Linked DNA regions of Mustela erminea: region 2 is linked to region 1. Evidence: chromatin contacts called from public Hi-C data. All regions are on one chromosome and are shown on one strand. Each heading gives the region's core, a stretch centred on a gene start, on an enhancer-like site or on the middle of the called end of the contact. The rest is flanking DNA. Distances are from core to core; before and after follow the strand shown. Region 1 holds the start of CITED2 (cbp/p300-interacting transactivator 2). Region 2 holds the start of HECA (headcase protein homolog).

Region 1 (5,549 bases), core at 1,332-3,831:
TATGTTAAATCCTGCTCTCCACTTAAGCTCATCATGACCTGTTTTAGTGTCCTGTAATTTATCCTTTGGAATGCTTACTCTCATCAATAAAGTGTTCAAGAAGAGGAAAAAAGCCACGGAAAGGAACCACCCCCCCCCCAATGACTTCTAGAAAACATGTATTTCTTAACTTTTTATTGACATTGGCAAATTAAAATAGAATAAATTAACAAGTATTTTTTCAAAAAAATGTTTTGTACAAAAATACTGTCAAAATTTCCTAAAAAGCTTTCAACACAGTAGTATCTTTTCATGTACTGAATATAACTATTAGCACAGTGTCAAAAATGTTGAAGACAGAAACAAAATAAAAATCTGTGAAATGTTTGCCACTGACGACATTCCACACCCTATTATTGTCTGTACATATGGGGGAGGGGGACAGCCAACTTGAAAGTGAACAGTATGACTTTTCCTGATCCAGAACGGTTTGGCCCACATCTGTTTAATCTTCCAGTTTAGCATATTAAAAAAATTAGGCTGTACTCAAATGCATAGTTAAAAAAATGAAGCGAGATGGCAGAGTTTGTGCAGTATTATCTGCCCTTCAGAGTTCATGCAACCAACTAATGCAATTTTTCTTTCACTCGTAAATCTGAATGCAGTTCAGTCATTTGAAACCATCTACAAAATCCACAAGATTAAGCAGTTTGCCAAGATTAATATCTAACAGTTGAGCACTGGAGAAAGTGAGGAACTAAGGAGTAAACACAAACAACAAAAAAAGACCAAGTTAGCTAGATATTTCAACTACATAAGGGAGGTGAATGTCAAGGCTACAAAAACGAAACAAAAACAGAAAAAAAGAAGTGGCAGCAATTCTTTTAAACCAATTTGTACAAGTTTATAGTTTACTTTGTTTCCAAGTTCTCAAACCTTTCAAGATCTGAAAAGTGAGATACTGTGTCTAAGGGAATGTTTTTTTAATTCACACCGAAGTTGGGGGGGCGGGGTGGGGAGGGTTTGATTCTTTTTGCCGGGGTTTCGATCAAGTCAACAGCTTACTCTGCTGGGCTGCTGTTTGCACACGAAGTCCGTCATAAAATCAAACTCGTTTTGCCCCAGCCAGAGTTCGGGCAGCTCCTTGATGCGGTCCAAACCCATTTCTATCACTAAGGACATAAGCACTTCCTCGTCGATGAAATCAGTGTCTATGACATTGGGCGGCAGCATTGCAGCAGGGACGTGGGCCACGGAGGCGGGCATGTTGCTGCCGCTGCCGCCGCCGCTGCCGCCGCCGCTGTTGCCGCTGCCCGCGCCGCCACCCGAGGTGCCGCCCGAGCCGCCGGGGGTGCTGCTGCCGCCCGAGCCGCCGGGGGTGCTGCTGCCGCCGCTGTGCTTGGGGTTGCAATCTCGGAAGTGCTGGTTTGTCCCGTTCATCTGGTGGCCTGCAGCAGGGTGCAAATCCGGCATGTAGTGGTTGTGGGGGTAGGGGTGATGGTTGAAATACTGGTTGTTGAGCTTCTGCAGCTGCATGCTGGCCGGCAGGGAGCCTCCCTGGCTGGCCACCGGGGGGCCCATGAACTGGGAGTTGTTAAACCTGGCCGCGGGGGCCAGCGCAGTCGGGGGGTGCCCGCCGTTCACAGTTCCCGGCCCCATCGCATGCCTGATGCCGCTCGTGGCATTCATGTTGCCCGCGCCGTAGTGTATGTGCTCGCCCATTAGGGCGTTGAAGGCGTGCTGGGGCTGCTGCTGCTGGTGGTGATGGGGGCTCGGGAACTGCCCCATGCCCATGCGATGGGCAGGGTGGTGGTGCAGCCCATTGGTGCCGTCGGGGAAGCGCCCGTGGTTCATGGCCATCATATGGTCTGCCATTTCCAGTCCTGAGAGTGAAGAGAGCAAACGATTAGGACCCGCGCCACACGTGCAGCCCACCGCGGCGCACCCCACTTTTTCTCGCCTCTGGCCTCTAGGCTTCCCGGACGCACGTCGGCTGCGAAATCGCTCGCCCTCCCTGCGATCCTACTAGTAGCTTGTGCAGCCGGGCTCGCCACCACAGCGGACCTGCCACCCACAAGAGATAGGCGCTCAACAAACAGCCCCTTCCCCTGTGCTCCGGCAGGCGGACCCGAGCCCACACCCCCCTCTGCTCCCCGAAGTCGCCTAATAAAGGAAGTGCCCCGTAGCCCTGCCGCGAACTTCAGGCATTAAATCAGCCCTCCTCATCCTGTTGTTGCACATCCTGTTGTTATTCCCCAGCTCCGCCTCACGCTCTTCCTCCGGGCAAACCCAGCCCTCAGAGGACTGGGCTGGCAGGCGCCCCAGCCAGCTTTGCCCGCCGCGCTCACCTTCCGTCTCTGCGATTTCTGCTCCGAAGACCGAGGGCGGGATCGTCGGATCCAGGACCGGCTCAGCAGCACATAGAGGGGGCCTTTCTGGTGTGCAGGGCGCTCGCTGTCGCGATGTCGGCACCAAAGTCTTGCAGTGGCCGCTGGGGCAGAAACGGAGCCGTTCCCTTTTATTTCCCCTCTGCTGCCCTCACAGCTCAGTAAGACCGCCCGGCAGCTGCCAACAATGAGCTGTGTTTCTTAGGGCTTTGGCCACAGTTAATATAAGGGATTTCAGGAAGGGCGGAGCGAGCCTCCCGGGCGGGCGGTAGCAAAACGCGGACTCCGGAGCCCCGGGCACGCCGGACCGGGTAGGCGAGCCGCGTCCCCGCGGCCGGAGGCACGTGCGCAGAGGCTGCGGGCCCAGGCGCCGCCTCGCTGCGGCCGACTCTGGTTTCCTCCTGCCCCATAAACGCGGATCAGCCCGGCTGCCCCCGGAGCGGGGAGAAAATGACCTCTGGAGCGCCAGCCCGAAAGTAGCGCCAGCCCTGAAAGGAGCGAGGAAAACGCACCGCTCCCCTCTGGTCGGATCCCCCACTCCCAGCTCTCCCGCTTGGCTCAGCTAGCGATCTGGGGTGTCTTCTGCGGGAAAAACGGGTTCTCTCAGCCCCCCCTTCCTCCGTAGTGTCCTTATGCCTCCCCGGCTTTGCAGCACCCCCCATTGCCCCCCACCCCGGGCCGCGAAGAATGGCTGTGTTTCTCCGAGTGGGGTTTTAAATCCCCGGACAGAAAATGCCCCCTTTCCCGAGTATACTTTCCTGGGCTGTGCCTTTGTGTTTTTTACAGGGGCACTGGGTAATCCTGATCTAGGTAAACGGCGTGCGGACGCATTTGTTTCCCCCTACTCCTTTCAAGGACAGAAGCTGGGGGCGGGGAGCGGCAGCGGCTGCAGGTGGACCGAGCGCGCTCGCGGGCCCGCTGCCTCCGCTCCCGCTCTTGGGACTCCGGTCCGCGCTTTCGGGCCCGCTCGCCGCTCCCGGGGTACGTGTGCTTCTGCTAAGTTTGCGTTTGCAGCTCTTGGTAGCTTTGGCATCCGAGCTGAGGCGTCTCTGCTCTGTAAACAAACTCAGCGATCCTCGTCCCCAGATCCACCTTTTTGCACATACACAGTTTCTTGCTTCTGCTGTTGCCCTTGATCCGGGAGGTGGGGGTGTGTGCAAACTTGCACAGCCTCCCTCCGGGCTCTGCCTGACGATTTGGGGTTGATTTAGAAGCGAACGGGTTTGTAATTAAGAAATTCGAGGGCTGAGTGAAGCTGCTGTTGCTGAAAAGGGAAAACAAATAGATAACATGGTAATCGCTTTGTAAATAAAGTCGTTCTGGAGGTGGGCACGTAGCTGCACGTCCCGTATGGCACCGTGCGCACACACGCTGTCGGGACTCTTCCTTTTCAGTGAAATTGTTCAGTGGGGCAATAGGCGATAATAATAACCTTGCTTCTCAGGACGCGGCACAAGTAGCCGGGTCGTCCATTTGGCTCATTGACTTGCAAATAAAAAACGCTTACACCGGTCTGGGCTGCTACCCGGTCGGAGCTCTCTTGCTTTCTCACATGGGGAAGCCGAGTTGTTTCCCCAACACCATGATGAGCCTGCTCCGAGGTTTTATATTGCTCTTTATGTGCTAAAAGCGAGTTTAGCGCTCCGAATAAGGACTTCTGTTCTGAGTTGTTTCTTCATGACTCGATTGCCATTGAAGACTTCCTGCTACGAAGAGCTAGTCCCCCGCCCTCCACGCCTCCTCTTCTCCCTTCTTGCTCACAGGACTTTTTTAGGCCGTATTTTTTGAGGACTGGAAATTCTGATACATACATTTCCCCTTTCAGGAATTTGCAAAAGGAAGCTAATCCTGGTTTCGTTAATCTCTTACCTCTCTGTCTTCCTCTAGTTACGTATCCAGATACTTAGTGTACAAATATAATATTATATATATATACTTAGTGTACAAATATACTTAGTGTACAAATATAATATTATATATATATTTAAACATTGTTACTGTCTTCCTCTCTTTTTCAGTCTCTTCAGCATTTATAACTGTGCAATAATTTCTTTCGTGCCCGTGCAATAATTTTTAAACCTCAAAAATATTTACTTTTTTGGAGCCTTGTGCACAGAGTACATTGCATTGTTGGTTGCAATAATCCCCTGCTCTCCTGTCCACCCACCACTTTTACTTGTAGGTCATGGACTTGCAGTTGCAGAATCAGAGGCTGGGAAAAAACCTGCAAGTGCCACTTTGTATCAAAAAATAGGCTCCTGCTGGTCAACCCCAGACTCAAAAATCCTGCCATAGATTGTTTACTTCCCTTCCCTACACTGCTGCGTCTTGCAACACAAGGACTGACTCTTGAATGTCTAATCTAAATTCCTCTTGGAACCATTAAGGAAAGGTGCAGCTTCATCCAGGCCCAGTGGTTTCACAGGCTATTGGGAAATCTCTTCAAAGGTCACCTCCCCGCCCCCCACCCCTTAAAGGGAAAAAAAAAAAATTAGTTCTGGGACCAGCTGGTTAAAACACGGCATGCTTTGTGCATTTACTCATCTGTCCAGTGAATGTTCCCCAAGAGCCAGACACTTTCCTAGTGCCTAGAGAAACAACCAATATAGGAACTCATATTCAAAAAGTGGAGATAGACAAACAGGCCTAACAAGCCTCGGGCACACTGTAATAAGTGCAACAACAGCATTCAATGCAAGGACTTCTGGAAATACATGGGAGGGACAACGAACATGGCCTTAGCGGTCTTCAGAAGGCTTCCCGGTGTAGGTGGTACCTAAATTGAGGCCGGAGGATGAGTGGAAGTCAGGCCACCAGAGGAGGGGGCAGAGATGAGAGAAGCAAGGTTGGAGAGGTAAATCCGGGCTAGATCTTGTGGTCTTTGGTTCCCAAGCTGAGGAATTCAGGTTGTATCCTGAAGAGGAGAAGCAGGTGAAGGCTTGTGAACCAGTGAGATGATTCCCATTTTCATTTTAGAGAGATCAGGATAGGACTGTGGAGAATGGATCGAGAAAATAAGCCTGGAAACAGGGAGTCCAGTTAGGGGCGGTTGTAGTCACCTAGGGTACGCAGAGCCCCTTGTAACCCGGGCTTTATCCTCTACAGTGGTCTGTGTGTGACCTTCAAGCGACAGATGGCTATATTAGTTTCCTAGGGCTGCCATGACAAAGTACTACAGAGTTT
Region 2 (5,549 bases), core at 2,065-4,564, 220 kb before region 1:
GTATTTAATAATTCATGCCATTATTTGCATTAGTATTCCCTTTTGTAAAAATTCTTTATAATCAGAATTATTACCATTCCTCAAAGTAAACCTCTGGGCATAGAAAAGACTATTTCTAGAAGAAGAAACTGGTGCATACAGATAATAGGCATTGTTCAAGGTATGTTTACTTGAAGTGACTTTAGTAGATCAGGCTAATTCTAGCCCAAAGGACTTAGTTGACCCCAAGACTTTAGAAGACAGGTACACATGTCAAGCAAAAATGGAAACAGAACAAGAACATTGAAACAATGACCACTTATTCTGATGCAGTCTGAAAATTGGCTTGTCTCTTTCCTCGGGGGTATAAATTGTTTACCCTTGGTGACCTGGATTGTTGCTGTGTTTTACTCAGATTTGTGAAGACCTGGATACGGAGTAGGTGATGAACTTTGGGAGAAGGAAACATTGGGTATAGGTATACTTTTTAAAAAAATTTATTTCAGTGTGCATGGGTTGATCAGAGAAATTAAAAAAGGGAAGCCAGGTGTGGATGTACAGAGCATAGGGGCTCCCATGGTTTCCTAGAGTTCTTCATATTTCCTTCTAGAAGCATCTGAGGGGAGAGCTTTGTGTCACCATCCATCTTTTGCTCTTTAGATAGGCTTTCTCCTTTTCTCTCTGTTTTAGAAATGGTGTGAAAAGAGAAAGATAAAAGGGCTAGAATTCCAAGGAAATTCCACATGTTGTATGGAAGTAGGAAATGGAGTCCCTAAATTTATTTAAAAATTTTGTTCCTAATATCTTCGTTTTAGTACTTTTTTTCAGAATAAAATTGCAACTGTTGCCTCTGCATCAAATTTGACTAAGGCTAAAAATAGATGAGCAAGGTTAAGCGTGGAAGAAGTAGCCCAGCATCTCCTTCCTCCTTTTGATTTTGTTTTCGTTTGAATGAGAAGGAGGTGGCTTACACAATGAACAAGAACAACAACTGGCTGGATGACTGTGTGCTTTGAGCCAATTATGATATTTTTGTGGGAAAGCTTCCAGTTCTTAAGTCTCAGTTATGTAGAGGTGGGAGGCAGCTGGTGTGAATATCTGTCTGCAGGGTACATGTATACTTACTCTGATCCAATATGGCATGACAGCAATGTGCTTATTCAAGAAAATAGTTATCTCAATTTTCTTGTATTCTAACATAAAACTTCTTCATTCTTCCCACTCAAAAGAAAAAGGAAAAAAAAAAAAAAAAGAAAGGCCAAAGTCAAGGTCACCAAAATACTGTGAGATCGCTTAGCCGCCTTCAGTGAAGGACCTTAGTAATGAAATTAACCTACATCTGAACTGGCCACATTAACTCATTATCTCTGTCCCCAGCTCCTCCCACTTCCCTCCTGAAGTCTCCATTTAATCAATCACTGGCCGCATTTCCTTCAGTTTTCAGAATTTTTTGACTTTACAGGTCCAGGTGGTGATCAAATCCTGCTGCATATACCTTCAAAGCATTTGTCCATTCATTTATTCATGTAATTTTCATGCATTTAATAAATACTTACTGTGTACCATGCACTGTGTTAAGTACCAAGGATACAGTGATCACTAAGGTAGACACAATGTCTGCCATAATAGGGCTGGTAGTACAGTGGGGCCCCAGGCAGACGAGTAAACGCATTTTCAATACCTTTCTGTGCAAGCTGATTTGGTGGGGAAGATACCGGGAGCACAGGGGGCAAATCTAGCCTTGGGCTATCAGAGGAGACTTCCTAGATAACTGATGATTTAGTTGAGACTTCAAGGTTCAGAAAAATGTAGCCAGAAGAATGTAGGCTCCTCCATTCAACAGATTTGTACTGACTGCTTTCTGTGGGTCAGGCTTTCTGTTAGATTCTGAAGAGTTAGGTACAAAGATAGACTCAATCCCTGCTCTTCTAGTGCTTAGAGGAGGTCAGGTTAGGGTAGAAATAGATGTAAAAATATAGGAATGAAATATCTATCTAATGCAACCATCAATATATACTAGGGAATTAAATGGTTCATCATTTTCCTGCTGAAAAGTCTAACCAGCAATTGCTCCTAAGTATCCACCATTCCTCCTTGTAGCTCCAAGCTCTGCTATGGGCTTTGTTCCCAGTCAGAATCCCTCCATTAGGTGAGAAGCACGGGGAGGGTTTTCTTCCTTGTGCTTCCCTGCCTGTCTCTTTGTGCCTTTCAACACAGCCACCAAGCCTTTACTGGAGAGCTGGGTTAATTAAAAAAGATTACACTATAGGAGGGGGAAAACTGTAAATTGTCAGCTAAAATACTTTTTCCTTTATAGTTCATGAAAAAAGAATCTAATTTATATACTCAACAAATACAAGCTAGCTGTTGTTCCCTGAGGTGCCCAAGACTGATAAAATCTACTACCTGTGGAGCTTCATGTGAGTAAGAAGGAGATGGATAGGAAAAAAGTAAACATGTACATTGACAACTTAATGAGAGATGGATGAAACAAACAAACAGTGATACTTCTGATAGCTCCTCCGGGAAGGTGTTTCTGTTATAACATCCTGAAGGAAATGCGCTTGATTTGGGACCTGAGGTTTGGGAAGGAGCTGGTCTGTGAAAAGACAATAAAGTTGCAGAAATGTGAGCCCATGTAAAACTCTCCCCACGGGTCTTTCTCCTGCTCTCAGGTCTTTGCCTCTCTTCACAGGTGTCACGTTCTAACCTTAGCCTGCTCACAACGCAGCCATCTCTTTTTCAGGACAGCTCAGCCCTATCCATGGGGGTTGGGTATTCCCCTCACCCGCTTCGTGATCACAGGCAACGTTTAGTTTCATCCCTGGATGGTGGGTCCTGATTGTATGAACTACTTTCACCACCACACTGTGCCGGGTTCTCATTCAGGGACTCTGCTGTTCATTTCCATTGTCTGGGAACTCAATCTTGCATCTGTAATTACCGAACCTAGAACTGATGTTGAAGGGGAAGGTGTTTTGATGGATTACTAATCCGAAATCCTTTGTTTTCACTTCTTGTTCTAGTTACCCGCCTATTTTTCCGGACCATATTGTTCTAAGACTTCATCACATGAAGGTCAGGAGGCGACGGAATAACTGCTTGAGACGCTCCCGGATTGGCTTAGGGGGCGACTTCACGTAGCTCGCTTCGCAGATGCCCAGGAGCTCCGCAAGCCCGCGGTGAGGGCGCCGGGATGACGTCACTCGAAAGTGGCCGGCTCAGCGCGAGCGTGACGTCACGCGGGCGGGCCAGTCCGCCGTGAGGTCACCTGGTGGGCGCGGCCAGGCCGAATCCCCAGTGTCGTCACGGGCGTGGGCGGGGCCAGAGCGTGTCAGCGGAGCCGAATCAAAACAAGCCGGAGACCCGCCTTTTCCCTCCGGCTCGGGAGCGTCTCGCTCGCGTCCCGAGCCCGCGGCGCTCGCGCGGCTGCGAGCCTCGGGTGGCCGCGCGCCGGCTCCAGGAAGCCGGAGAGGGCGCGGCGGCCGGGATGGCGCGGCGCGGGCCGCGCGGCTAGACGGGCGCCGGAGGAGCCGCCGGCCCGCGCCCTCCATTCTCTGCCTCCCGGAGCCCGCTCCGCGCGGCCCGGGAGCGGCCGTGCGGCGGGGAGTCGCCTTCGCTGACGCCGGGCACCTGGACGCTCGCGAGATGCCCAACCCCAAAAACAGCAAAGGCGGCCGCAAAAACAAGCGCGCCAACAGCAGCGGGGACGAGCAGGAAAATGGAGCCGGGGCCCTGGCAGCGGCGGGCGCGGCGGGCGCGGCGGCCGGGGGGGGCCTGGCGGCGGCGGCCGGCTGCGGAGCGGCGGCGGCGGGAGCGCCGGGCACCGGGGGCGCGGCGGGCACCGGAGGCGCGGGGACTGGCGCCGCCAACGCCGCGGTCGCCGCGGGGGCTGCAGCCGCGGGCGACGCCAAGAACGGTAAGACGGGGCTGGCGGGGCGAGCGCCAACTTCCTCCCCGACGGGGACGGCGCGGTGGCGGGGCGCGGGCGGTGCGTGGACAATGCGAGAGTCAGGAAGTGCTCACCCCGCCTCTCCGCCCCGCGGCGGCTGCCCCTTCCCGGTCCCCACGCCTGGCGGCGGCGGTAACGATTCCTCGGCCCCTTCCTGGGGTCTCTGCCGCTCCCGGGTCGCGCGCCCGGGGTCGGCTGCGCCTCGGACTCCCGACTCCTTCTCCGACTCCGAGGGGCGCCCGGGTGCTCGGTGGCGGCCGTGCTCCCCTCGGGCCCTGCGCGTCCTGGCGGGACCAAGTGTATGCCCCGGGCCGTGGGGGAAGGGCGGGGGAAGAAGAGAGCTGCCCAAGTTGAGAAGAGGGATCCGATTGGAAACTTAGACACCAGTTCGTTCTTCCCGGTGTCCCCCTCAGCTCCCCGTCTTTCCTTCCGAATGAGGAAGAGCCTTAAATCCCTGCAGATCCGGGCTTGCTGCGGCAACTGCCACAGGTGAAGAGGCCCCGAGACATTTTTACTATAGGGCGTGTGTGTGTGTGTGTGTGTGTGTGTGTGCGCGCGTGTGTGTGTGCTGGCGCGCGCGCTCTTTAATTCTCTTGCTCGCTTGAGGAAGGAAGAGAATCTGAACTTGACTTCCGTTCTCAGACCCGAGTTAAAAAAAAAAGAAAAAAAAAAGGACCTCTGTATGATTCTGTTTCACAGTTTTAGAAGGAAGCCAACTAATCTTAGGCAGTGCCTGAATGCACCTTTGGAGGGGCACGTAGGGAAGAGTGGACAGGATTGCCGTTGTCACTGCACAGGCGTGGCTTTCGTTACACGGTGCCCGGCCAACACTTCTTTCTTGGACAGTTCTTGGAATGCCTCTGTTCAGGCGGTTTTTCAGGGAAGGGAATAGAGGTATATTTAATAAAGGGAGAATAGGATTTTTGTATCTGGCTTTTAACTTGTAGTTTTTCAGCTTTTGAAGCCATTCTTTATGCAGATCAGTCACTTTTTAAACGGCCACCTGCACTTAGAAGAACCCCACAGTGCTCTGAACATAGGAGATTGAAGTGTAGCCTGTTAAGAACAGAACCATAGGCCCCATTGGCTGTGTGTCTGCAATATTGAAATAAGTTTTTTCTTTTTTCTAGGAATAGACATTCTGGTTTTGAATGTGTGATAATGCAGTTTTTGGTCAGGCTGTCTTCTCCATGTTCTTTTGTTTTCCAAGCTCTACACTTCATTTTGGTATTGATGGGGCAGAGGGAAAGGAAGACAGACTTGTGGCTTAGCCCTTTAGAGCTCTGCCTTCTTGGGAACGTTGGTCTTTCTCAGACTTGATTTCCTCAACTTTAAAATTGAAAAAATATTATATATATTATTACATTGGCTCCCTCATAGGGTTATGGTGAGGCTTGGAGCGTCACTTTCTTGCCCAGTGTGCTGTTCTTGTTTAAAGTCTTGTTATGTTTCAAATGTGCTTATTACTAAATTTCCTCAAGGAAAGTGATCAATGAGTGATAGCTGTCATTCACTTTTTCAAAAACTATTAAACACTTACAGTGTTACCATTACTGTGCCAAGTATTAAAGGGTACAGTGGTAATCAAGAGAGGACATCCTGGTCCTCAAGGAGCTTG

What was found. Hi-C and Micro-C count contacts between places; a contact is called where the count stands out from the background.
Region 2: a Hi-C map of skeletal muscle shows a contact between it and region 1, with 8 times the contacts expected there. The contact joins the promoter of HECA here to the promoter of CITED2 in region 1. A contact is called at or near these places in 2 of 3 Hi-C or Micro-C datasets (skeletal muscle and spleen).

The regions. Positions count from the first base shown.
Region 1 is chr4:62,626,350-62,631,898 of mMusErm1.Pri, reverse strand. It overlaps CITED2 (cbp/p300-interacting transactivator 2), which reads right to left and starts at 2,581. Exons shown (of 2, transcript XM_032339362.1): 1 at 2,328-2,581; 2 at 571-1,862. The coding sequence starts at 1,854. The coding sequence ends at 1,033.
Region 2 is chr4:62,847,701-62,853,249 of mMusErm1.Pri, reverse strand. HECA (headcase protein homolog) reads left to right here and starts at 3,314. Exons shown (of 6, transcript XR_004284927.1): 1 at 3,314-3,898.